3 separate regions of the Mus musculus genome follow, and regions 1 and 2 are each linked to region 3. A link is a contact called in public Hi-C and promoter capture Hi-C data. All regions are on one chromosome and are shown on one strand. The core of a region is the stretch at or near the end of the contact, and the rest is flanking DNA. Distances in the headings are between cores, read along the strand shown.

Region 1 (2,700 bases), core at 113-2,612, 210 kb after region 3:
CCAAATGGGCTGCTAGTGCTCCAACCTCAGTCTATCGGGTTTCTATAGATTCTTTGAATCCCATAAATCTATCTCTTTACCAATCGTGACGGGCATAAATAATTGAACATGTTAATTGGTTGTTAGGGCTGTTCCCTGGCTCCAAAATTTTCTTGTGCATAAACGAACGACCTTGCTGTGTGACTCCTGTTTATATTCTTTTGGGTACCATGCTTCTTCATTACTTTTATTCAATAGAGGTGGGAAAAAGTGAAATAATTTTAGAAAATACAGCAGGCTCGGGTGAGGCACAAAAATAAATCACTGCTCAAGGCTTCACAAGACCCAGTGATACGATGTGTTTAATTTGCTCAGTTATGAAAGTGCCTCCAGGGTCCTGGGTTATGAAAAACAGTGGATATTTTGTGAGGAAATGGAGCCAAATTGGAAGGATTCTAAACGCTTTCTGACGTGTTTAGTGGTGGATGTGCGTTCAGGTTGGGGTGGGGGCGGAGAACTCGGCAGATTCATTGTTTGCACTTTCTGCTTAGGGGATATGCTTCTGTGTTCTGAACGCAGGCATTTCTGGGTTGCTTTCTTGAGAATGGTAACGGAAAGCGGTAGCAATCGCAGGTTGTAAGGTGCATAGTGGCGAATCATTCCATTTTGTAAATCCATCTCCTTACACTGTATTTCTTTACTGCTAGGTAATTTGGACGGATGTCACTGGGGGACAGAGAGAGCGATTGGTGCTTCCAACTCGCCTAATAAAGAAAATTCCTAATTTTCTGTCTTTTATCTTTTGCCATTCTTTTGTGCTCCTCCTTGGCCTTGTCAAAACATATCGTTCAGTTAGAGACTAAAAATATTTTCCCATCGATTGGGGTTATTGATTTTTTTTAATCTGTACTTTGGCTTGAAGAGCGGGGGTGAAGGGTGAAAGTTCAGCGGCTTAGTCTGCCGTTTTTATCTGGACGGCAGAAGAATGTATTGGCAGCAGATTTGATTTACCTTGTTGGTCAATGGTAGATACTTCAGCCACTGAAGTCCACCCTCCAGCATTCCCTGCTGGTGCCGCTGCCGCTGCTTCTCTCTCTCTCTCTCTCTCTCTCTCTCTCTCTCTCTCTCTCTCTCTCTCTCTCTCCCACCCCTCCTCATACCCAGAGATTCTTGAGAGAGAGAAAAAAAAAAGAAAGATCCACCTTCCTATTGCTTCCTTCACTCTCTTCCTAAGGCATGATGTCCCCACCCCCTTTCTCCTTTTAGGATTTCTTCTTTCTTTTCCAGAAGTCGAAATGCTTCCTGGGTGCATGGCCAAAGGAAGAGGACTGCTTGCTGCTGCTGGGGTTTGGCTCCTCTGCCTACTGGGTTTATTGTCTGGGACTGAGTCCAATGCCTGAGGTCCCAGCAAGATCTGATGTGGCTGGATCAGATCTCACAGTCACTATTATCAGAGCTTGTCAGAGCCATGCAGCCAGGGCACAGATTGAATGCTAATACAAATGCTGAAATGATACTCAGTCTTCCCAATAGCATTACACAGAGGAGGAGAGCAAACCATCAATTGACAGAGAGGAATCTCAGAGTCTTGGCTCAGCATGTTGGCATGGAGATTTACTTCTTGCATTAGAATCCATCTTTCTCATAGATGTGTGATTCCAGACAATTTAGCCTCTGGATAATTTAGTTTTCACATCTGTAAAATGGGGTTAGAAAACACAGCTGCTTCATCTAGTACTGACAGATAAATCCATGCAAGAGTCCTAAGACCAAGGTCTAGCATGCTGGATGTCCTCAGTGAGCACACATATGATACCAGAAAAAACTGAGAATAGAGAAGAAGCCTTAGAAACAAAGAGGTTCACTCAGAGAATGAGAGCTGATTTATATACCAGAGACTTAGAGTCTATGCTAAGGGAAAGAACTGACCACTGACTTATCCCACTGTGGGTTCTGGGGACTCTAACTTAGGTCATCGTGTCCTTTCTTACCCACTGAGTCATCTCTCCAGCTCCATTACCCTGCTTTTATTTACCTTCTTGGACAGAATTCTACACCCTGTAGGAGTGAGCTTGTCTTGATTTGACTTTTCTTCCAGTCATGCATATGCTTACCTTCTGTTTGAATGGCACCTGCTCATATTGTTTGTAGGTAGATTCTGCTCCCACAAGCCTTTGCACTCATGTGTGTGTATATATATATATATATATATATATATATATATATATATATATATACATATATATACAGAATCCATGCATAACATATAAAACACATCTTTTAAAACCCTATTTTATCAGCTTGGTTGATTGTGAGTGTAGAAAAATATCATCTTAGTTATTTGGCCAATTTAATCCAAAAGGTGATTTCCTTAAGAATATGCAAATTAGCTTTAATGACTCTTAAAATCTTGCTGGCTGAAACAAAGGTATGAAAAGTGCTGGTCTTAGTGGTGGACACCCTTGTAGGAATGCTGGCGGTGTACCAGTTAGAGTAGAAACAAAAAGGTGTATGAGCAAGATCAGCATCACTAAAACACTGTCTACTTGCAAAAAAATGAATGGAAAGCCAGGAAAATATCCTACAGAGATATTTTCTGTGAGGTAACAGAACAAGGGAAATGCAGTAATGTGTGTGTCACTAGACAGATAATAATTTCAGTGGGTCCTTGTTTTTGAACCAGACTAATCCTAAGATCATCTAACCATGACATTCTTATCA
Region 2 (2,700 bases), core at 122-2,621, 160 kb after region 3:
CTTTTTTAGTACTACTTTCTTTCCGAGCTAAATATTAGTATACATCATTTGAATAAAATTGTTCTCTTAAGGTTGAACTCATGAATCCAGGCAGACAAGCCTGTTTTTAGGGGTGCACTATGGTCTCAAGAATAAGACATGCTTATGGTCAAGAACAAAGAGAAAACTCTTCTAGAATGAGACCCAAAGGTGCTCCGGCTGTGCAGGTGGGAGAGCCAGATAGAACCTGCAGCTGGGACTCCCGTGGGGCTGAAGGTGAAGGGCCCACTCCTGCCCGTGTTTGCTCTCACCATTAGCTGTAATGAAACCCGTGCCTTGCAACCAAAATGCTTGCTAAAGGTCACAGGATCCATTTTTCTTGCTAGCAGCTAGCCTTTTTCTTCTCCCCTGCCCGTTTGAATCTTAACCTTGTAACTAACGACATGATCTTAGAAATAAATGAACAATTCAGCCAGGACTGCTTGCAAATTAAGACAAAATAACTAGAAAAGCCACCGTGCTCCCTTAAAGACTGGAAACTAGGTTGGCGATAACGTCGTAAGCGGCACATTAGGGTTTTGTAACTCTTTGTTCTTAAGCTGTACAATCCCATTAAACTGGGGGGTTTCAAAAGCCTTTCTGAGAAAGACTCTGCTGCTTTCTGCAAGGCTCCTCCTCGTGGTAACTGTGTGGTAATGAGCACCTTCTTTTCAGGTGAATTTGGGGGAGGTGAGGGCCAAAAGCCGCTCTCCCTGTCCTCTTACCCTTATTTCTTTGAGACCATATTTTCACAGGGCTCCGGGATCAAATGCTGGAGATGATTTCTAGCCTTTTGCATGACTACAGATAGAAAGCTGTAGCCATAGGCAATGGTGCTGGGACCCCAGCACAGGTCAGGGGGAGTGGTGACCTCTATTAGGCCTGGCTGCTCGGCAATGCCGGAAAAGCTGGCATGACCTGACATTCGTCCATGACCAAGGTCTGAGATATGTGCTGAGTTTTATCTCTTTAGCATTGATTTCTGTTAAAAGATAACTAAACCTGAGAAAAATGTCATATTTTAGTGTCAATGAATGATGTAAAAAGATAGAATTGGAGGAGCAAATGTAGATGGAATGAGAACGGGGAAGAATTAGACAAGGATTGAAGGTGACTGTCTGGTTAGACCTCGGAGCAGACAAAGGCTCTGTGACCTCCTTGTGCAAAACTACTTTCTGTTTTTGCCCCTCCAAACTTGAAAATACCAGACTCCTTAGACTGAAATCCCAAGGTTGTATGGATCCCAGACTATGACATAGTTACTTCTGGAACATTCCTCTGGGTTCCTCTTCCCATTGATTCGGCTCTTAGTTAATGATGTCACTTACATGTGAAATGCTTGGCTAACACAGCCTTTTCTGCCAATGAATAAAGACATGGCCTTAAAGAGTTGAAGGCTGAACTGCCAGGCTCAGAGGCCTCTGCGACAGAGAGAGAATGCTGTTTTGCCACAGGCTAGTGAGAAGGCATTAGTGGTTAGAAGCCATCTGTAGATGAATCCTGTCTACACTATCTGTGTAAGGAAGTCTTACAGTAGGTTGCAATGATTTGGCTTTCTGCCACCTCTGTTTATGTAGCATGTATATTCACAAAGCACACGGGCATACCATCTCACTTCTGTCACACAGCTTGCCCATAGAACATCTGGAGAGATTTTTAGAAACAGAGAAGTGTGGTCGTCTCTTTCTTGCTTGCTTTGTTTCCTCATAAAGGGACCGGATCTATGTGTCCAGAGCCAAATGGATGTAATTAGGTGAAGAATCGTTTTCTCTCTGTGTCTGAGCAAATATGTTTTGCAGTATACCAATTTCTCAAGGGCAGTGGGCTGGGACGGCCAGTCATTGCTGGGGGACGGCTGCTGACCTTCAGGCCAGGCCGACTTTAATTTGCACACCACCGCTGGTCCCAGGAGGCTCTTCAGGCCAGGCCACACAATCAACACAAACTAGCAGCCTTCTATTGCCCAGCTGCCCTCGCCCACCACCCTGAAGGACGTGGTCATGTAGCTAACTAGACATTGCTGCTGCCCAGATTTTGGAAGTGTGAACTGGGAAATTAAACTGAGTCTAGGCTGATAAGCAGAAGCCAAGAAGCCTTGGTGTCTCCTGGTGTCTCTCTTTCCAAATGCATTATTTAGCAGGAGTCGACAGGCAGCATCAACCTTTTGTTCTGATGACACACCCTGAGCCCTCCTTTCAAAACAAGATACTGAAAGGGAACTTGGAAAATAGATCCAAATTATGCAAATCATCTGAGAAGGAAGTGGTGCCTCAAAGCCTTAGTTTGGCCAGGGATTGCAGACTGTTGATTCTGCTGTCTCCTATCTTCTCTAGACTGAAACTGAACCATGGAAGGTCCCCTAGCAGTCATCACAGCTGTCTTAAGGAGTGGGCGGGGTTGCTACTAGATCATTACAGTTGATTGCTGCACGATGGATCAAAAGGAAAAAGGAGGAAGAGGGGGAGGGGGTGTGGGAGAAGAAGAGACAAAAAACCTGATCGACTAGATGGGGTGAGTATGTGCTCTTGGGTTTCTTTGAGTGTGAAAAAGAATAAGCATTCTGGGACTGAGATCTTGTTTTTAACTAGAGAAAATTAAAGGGAGATAGCATGTGACGCCAGCTGTAGCTTGGGGGCCCATTTAAGCCACAAAGTGCTTAGGTAACTTAAATGTCAGAGTCAA
Region 3 (2,700 bases), core at 135-2,634:
GGGCTTGGGGTTTCGCAGCAGGTCCGAAAGGGTCCCCTGGGAACGGCAGAGCACCCTCTGCGCGAAGATGGCCTGTGGGATGCTGTAACGTTTGAGCTCGGTGGTGATACGCTGCGCCACCTCTTTGGTATTGATCTCTTCCATCTGCCCTGAATTACTTCCATTGCTGACCTGCGCGCCGGTCACCGAAGGGTTGGGCTCTCGGGCTGTGCCCAGGAGCTGTCCGTGGCCCTGGGCATTCAGGTGGGCATGAGGATGGTGCGGAGGAAGGCCGTTGATGGGTACCATGCCGGCCGAGGTGGGCGTGAGGTGCTGCTCCCCGTGGCGACCGAGCATGGCAGGGTGGTGGGCTTCAAAGCCATTTGGGGTGAGCATCTTGTCGGTGGGCATAGCCGCGCCGGGATGAGCATAGTGGGGAAGTCCTTGCTGGGAGTTGTGAATGCTGCCCAGACCGGAGCCAGAGAGGGGCGAGAGGCTCTGGCCCATGCCAGCCACGTCCTTGTGGTAGGGGGTATAGAGGTTATTCATAGAGGCCAGCCCGCGCTCATCCCGCATAAGTGTGAAACTACCGCTCACGTTGCCCGCCAGGCGCTGGTGGTGGTGTGGGTGGTGGTGGTGATGGTGGTGGTGATGATGGTGAGGGAACTTGTCGGACACGGTGGAGATGGGCGGCAGCGGCTGCAGAGGGGTTAAGGTAGTGTAGGTGGTGGGCATGCTCATACCTGGGGGAGTTTCACAGGCCATGGTCATGGTGGGGTGCAGGGGGCCAGCCAAGCTGTGCTCAGGGGCGCGGTGGTGGTGGTGGTAATCGCTGCCTCCGCTGCCGCCGTCCAGCAGGGACGCCATGCCCATGGAACGCGGGTGCGCGGGAGGCAGGTGGCTGCCGCGGTGTCCCACGGAGCTGCGCGCGTGAGGGCTGCCGCCCAGCAGGTCAGCAGGGGCGGGCACCGGCTCATGGCTCACCCCGTGCAGCTCGCCGATCGCCTCCATGGTCAGCTGTGCGTTCATCGTGATGCGGGCGAGCGGGCTGCAACATCGATGTGGCCGGGCAGAGGCGGCGAGGGGCGCAAGGAGTCCAGTCTTCACATCGGCTGCCTGCGACTGTGGCCTTTCTTCCTCTCACTGTGGGGATCTGTGTCTCTCGCTCTCTCTGTGTGTGTCTTGCCTTCTCTCTTGCTCCCACCTTCCCCTCTGTCTTTTTTTTTTCTTTTAATATTAATTTCCAAAAAGGACCCGTGCTGTTGGGAGAGCGCGGTACCCCTAGCCCACCCAGCCCGGCCCCCTCTCGCCCCTCTTCTTAGAATCCTGCTGCCCCAGGCTCCCTTGACGCGGCCCGTGCGCCTGCCGCGGCTGCTGCCTGCCTGTGCCGCCCGCCAGCTCGAGCCATGGCTCGGTTACTGTTGCAGACTGTGGCTGCGATTCCGTAGCCGCCGCCGCTGCCGCTGCCCGCCCTCACGCCCGCCGGGCGTAGCGCGCATGCGCGCTTCCAGGCCCCGCCCCCTCGGTCCCAGCGCTCCGTGACGTCCCAGCACAAATGAACCGAGGGGGTGGGGTGGGGGTGGGGGGGACAGAGCTTTCTCAGCGGCGCCGAATGGCCCGGGATCAGTGAGCACGTGCACGGGACGCGCGCAGAGTGCGACCTGGAGCCGCCTCCACAGTCCTCGGAGACTTGCTACCTCCTGGTCTTCCTCACTACCTCCCTCTCTCTTTCCATCCGGACTTTCTTGCCTGGTTTCTGTCACCGTGAGCCAGCTAGGTTTGAGAACCAGAGCCCCTGAGTCTGAGTTGCTAGTTCCCGGTACAGGTTACCGGCGGGGAGTAGAAACTATGTCATGGCCCAAAGCCCACTCGCCCATTGGGCTTTATTCCCTAGAGGATCGCTGGAGACCAACTCATTCACTGTCCTTAAATAGTTGTCCTACGGGGACTTGGGACGTGTATATACCCTGAAGGCCTAGGTCGGGACGCTGTATCCCGAACTGCCATCCATGATCCTCTCAAGTACTCCTCGAACTACCTTTCTCCATCTGAGCCCGGGGCCGAGGAGCACTCAGGAATCTGTGCTCAGTGAGGAGCACTCAGATCGAGGCCACCCCTCACTGTCCCAGACCTCAAAGAAGGTCTGTCACTTTGCTCCCAATTAAGATAGCTCTCCCACTTTGGATAACTCTGCTTGGGGGATACTGAGGGAGACAGGAGAGAGGGCCTGGTTAGCATGGAAGGGGGCGGGGGGGGGGGGACGGAGCTGGTTTTTTAGTTACTCCACAGCCTTTCTAGAAAAGAACCTAGAGGCTTGGAAGAAGTACCCCACGCAGGCAGAGTGCACGCGGCTGAGCCGAGCGGCTTGGACCGCAGGGACGCTTTCCTTTTCCTGGCGTCCCTGCAAGAAGCCTCCAGATTTGAAAATCAATTCAGCTTTGGGCATAATTGTGCCCCTGTCACAGTCACGCTCCAATCCGGAATTGAACCCGGGCCTTCAGCCTGGTGGGGACGCGTGGGGAGGCCCCCAGTGTGGGACACACACCCGGCCGCCACATGCCGCGGCTTTCTTTTATTTACAAAAGAAAGAAAGAAAAAAGTCCGTAACAAAAGGCAGAGCCTTGTCTGCTTAGGTGCTTTTATCCCTTGGAGAAAGGACAGATGTGCCCATTGTCAGGCCCTTGGCAGTTACGGCCGGGTCAGCGCCGAGTCTCAGCCTGG

The links. Promoter capture Hi-C pulls out the DNA fragments that hold promoters and counts their contacts. Hi-C and Micro-C count contacts between places; a contact is called where the count stands out from the background.
Region 1: a contact with region 3 is called in a promoter capture Hi-C map of liver, with 9 times the contacts expected there. The contact joins the enhancer-like site here to the promoter of Onecut1 in region 3. A contact is called at or near these places in 4 of 39 promoter capture datasets (hippocampal neurons, liver and stem cell-derived epiblast-like cells), 2 of 484 Hi-C or Micro-C datasets (both in liver), 7 of 115 datasets of contacts at active chromatin or transcription factors (differentiating embryonic stem cells, embryonic hindbrain, embryonic midbrain and 3 more) and 1 of 9 other capture datasets (embryonic stem cells).
Region 2: a contact with region 3 is called in a Hi-C map of liver, with 4 times the contacts expected there. The contact joins the enhancer-like site here to the promoter of Onecut1 in region 3. A contact is called at or near these places in 5 of 39 promoter capture datasets (hippocampal neurons, liver, second pharyngeal arch cranial neural crest and 1 more), 11 of 484 Hi-C or Micro-C datasets (the AML12 cell line, embryonic stem cells, liver and 1 more), 8 of 115 datasets of contacts at active chromatin or transcription factors (differentiating embryonic stem cells, embryonic hindbrain, embryonic midbrain and 5 more) and 1 of 9 other capture datasets (embryonic stem cells).

Annotation. Positions count from the first base shown.
Region 1 is chr9:74,654,808-74,657,507 of GRCm38.p6, reverse strand. No RefSeq gene overlaps it. Among named protein-coding and RNA genes, the nearest start is that of Gm40533, 55 kb to the left of the region's middle. Within about 2 kb of position 1,362, at least 6 of the 459 cell types and tissues checked have an H3K27ac peak or open chromatin away from gene starts, as enhancers often do. A contact at or near this core is called in hepatocytes and liver, where this site is marked.
Region 2 is chr9:74,700,877-74,703,576 of GRCm38.p6, reverse strand. No RefSeq gene overlaps it. Among named protein-coding and RNA genes, the nearest start is that of Gm40533, 9.3 kb to the left of the region's middle. Within about 2 kb of position 1,371, at least 5 of the 459 cell types and tissues checked have an H3K27ac peak or open chromatin away from gene starts, as enhancers often do. A contact at or near this core is called in the AML12 cell line, hepatocytes and liver, where this site is marked.
Region 3 is chr9:74,860,605-74,863,304 of GRCm38.p6, reverse strand. It overlaps Onecut1 (one cut domain, family member 1), which reads right to left and starts at 1,384. Exons shown (of 2, transcript NM_008262.3): 1 at 1-1,384. The coding sequence starts at 1,008. It overlaps Gm33562 (a long non-coding RNA gene), which reads left to right and starts at 169. Exons shown (of 4, transcript XR_870924.1): 1 at 169-243.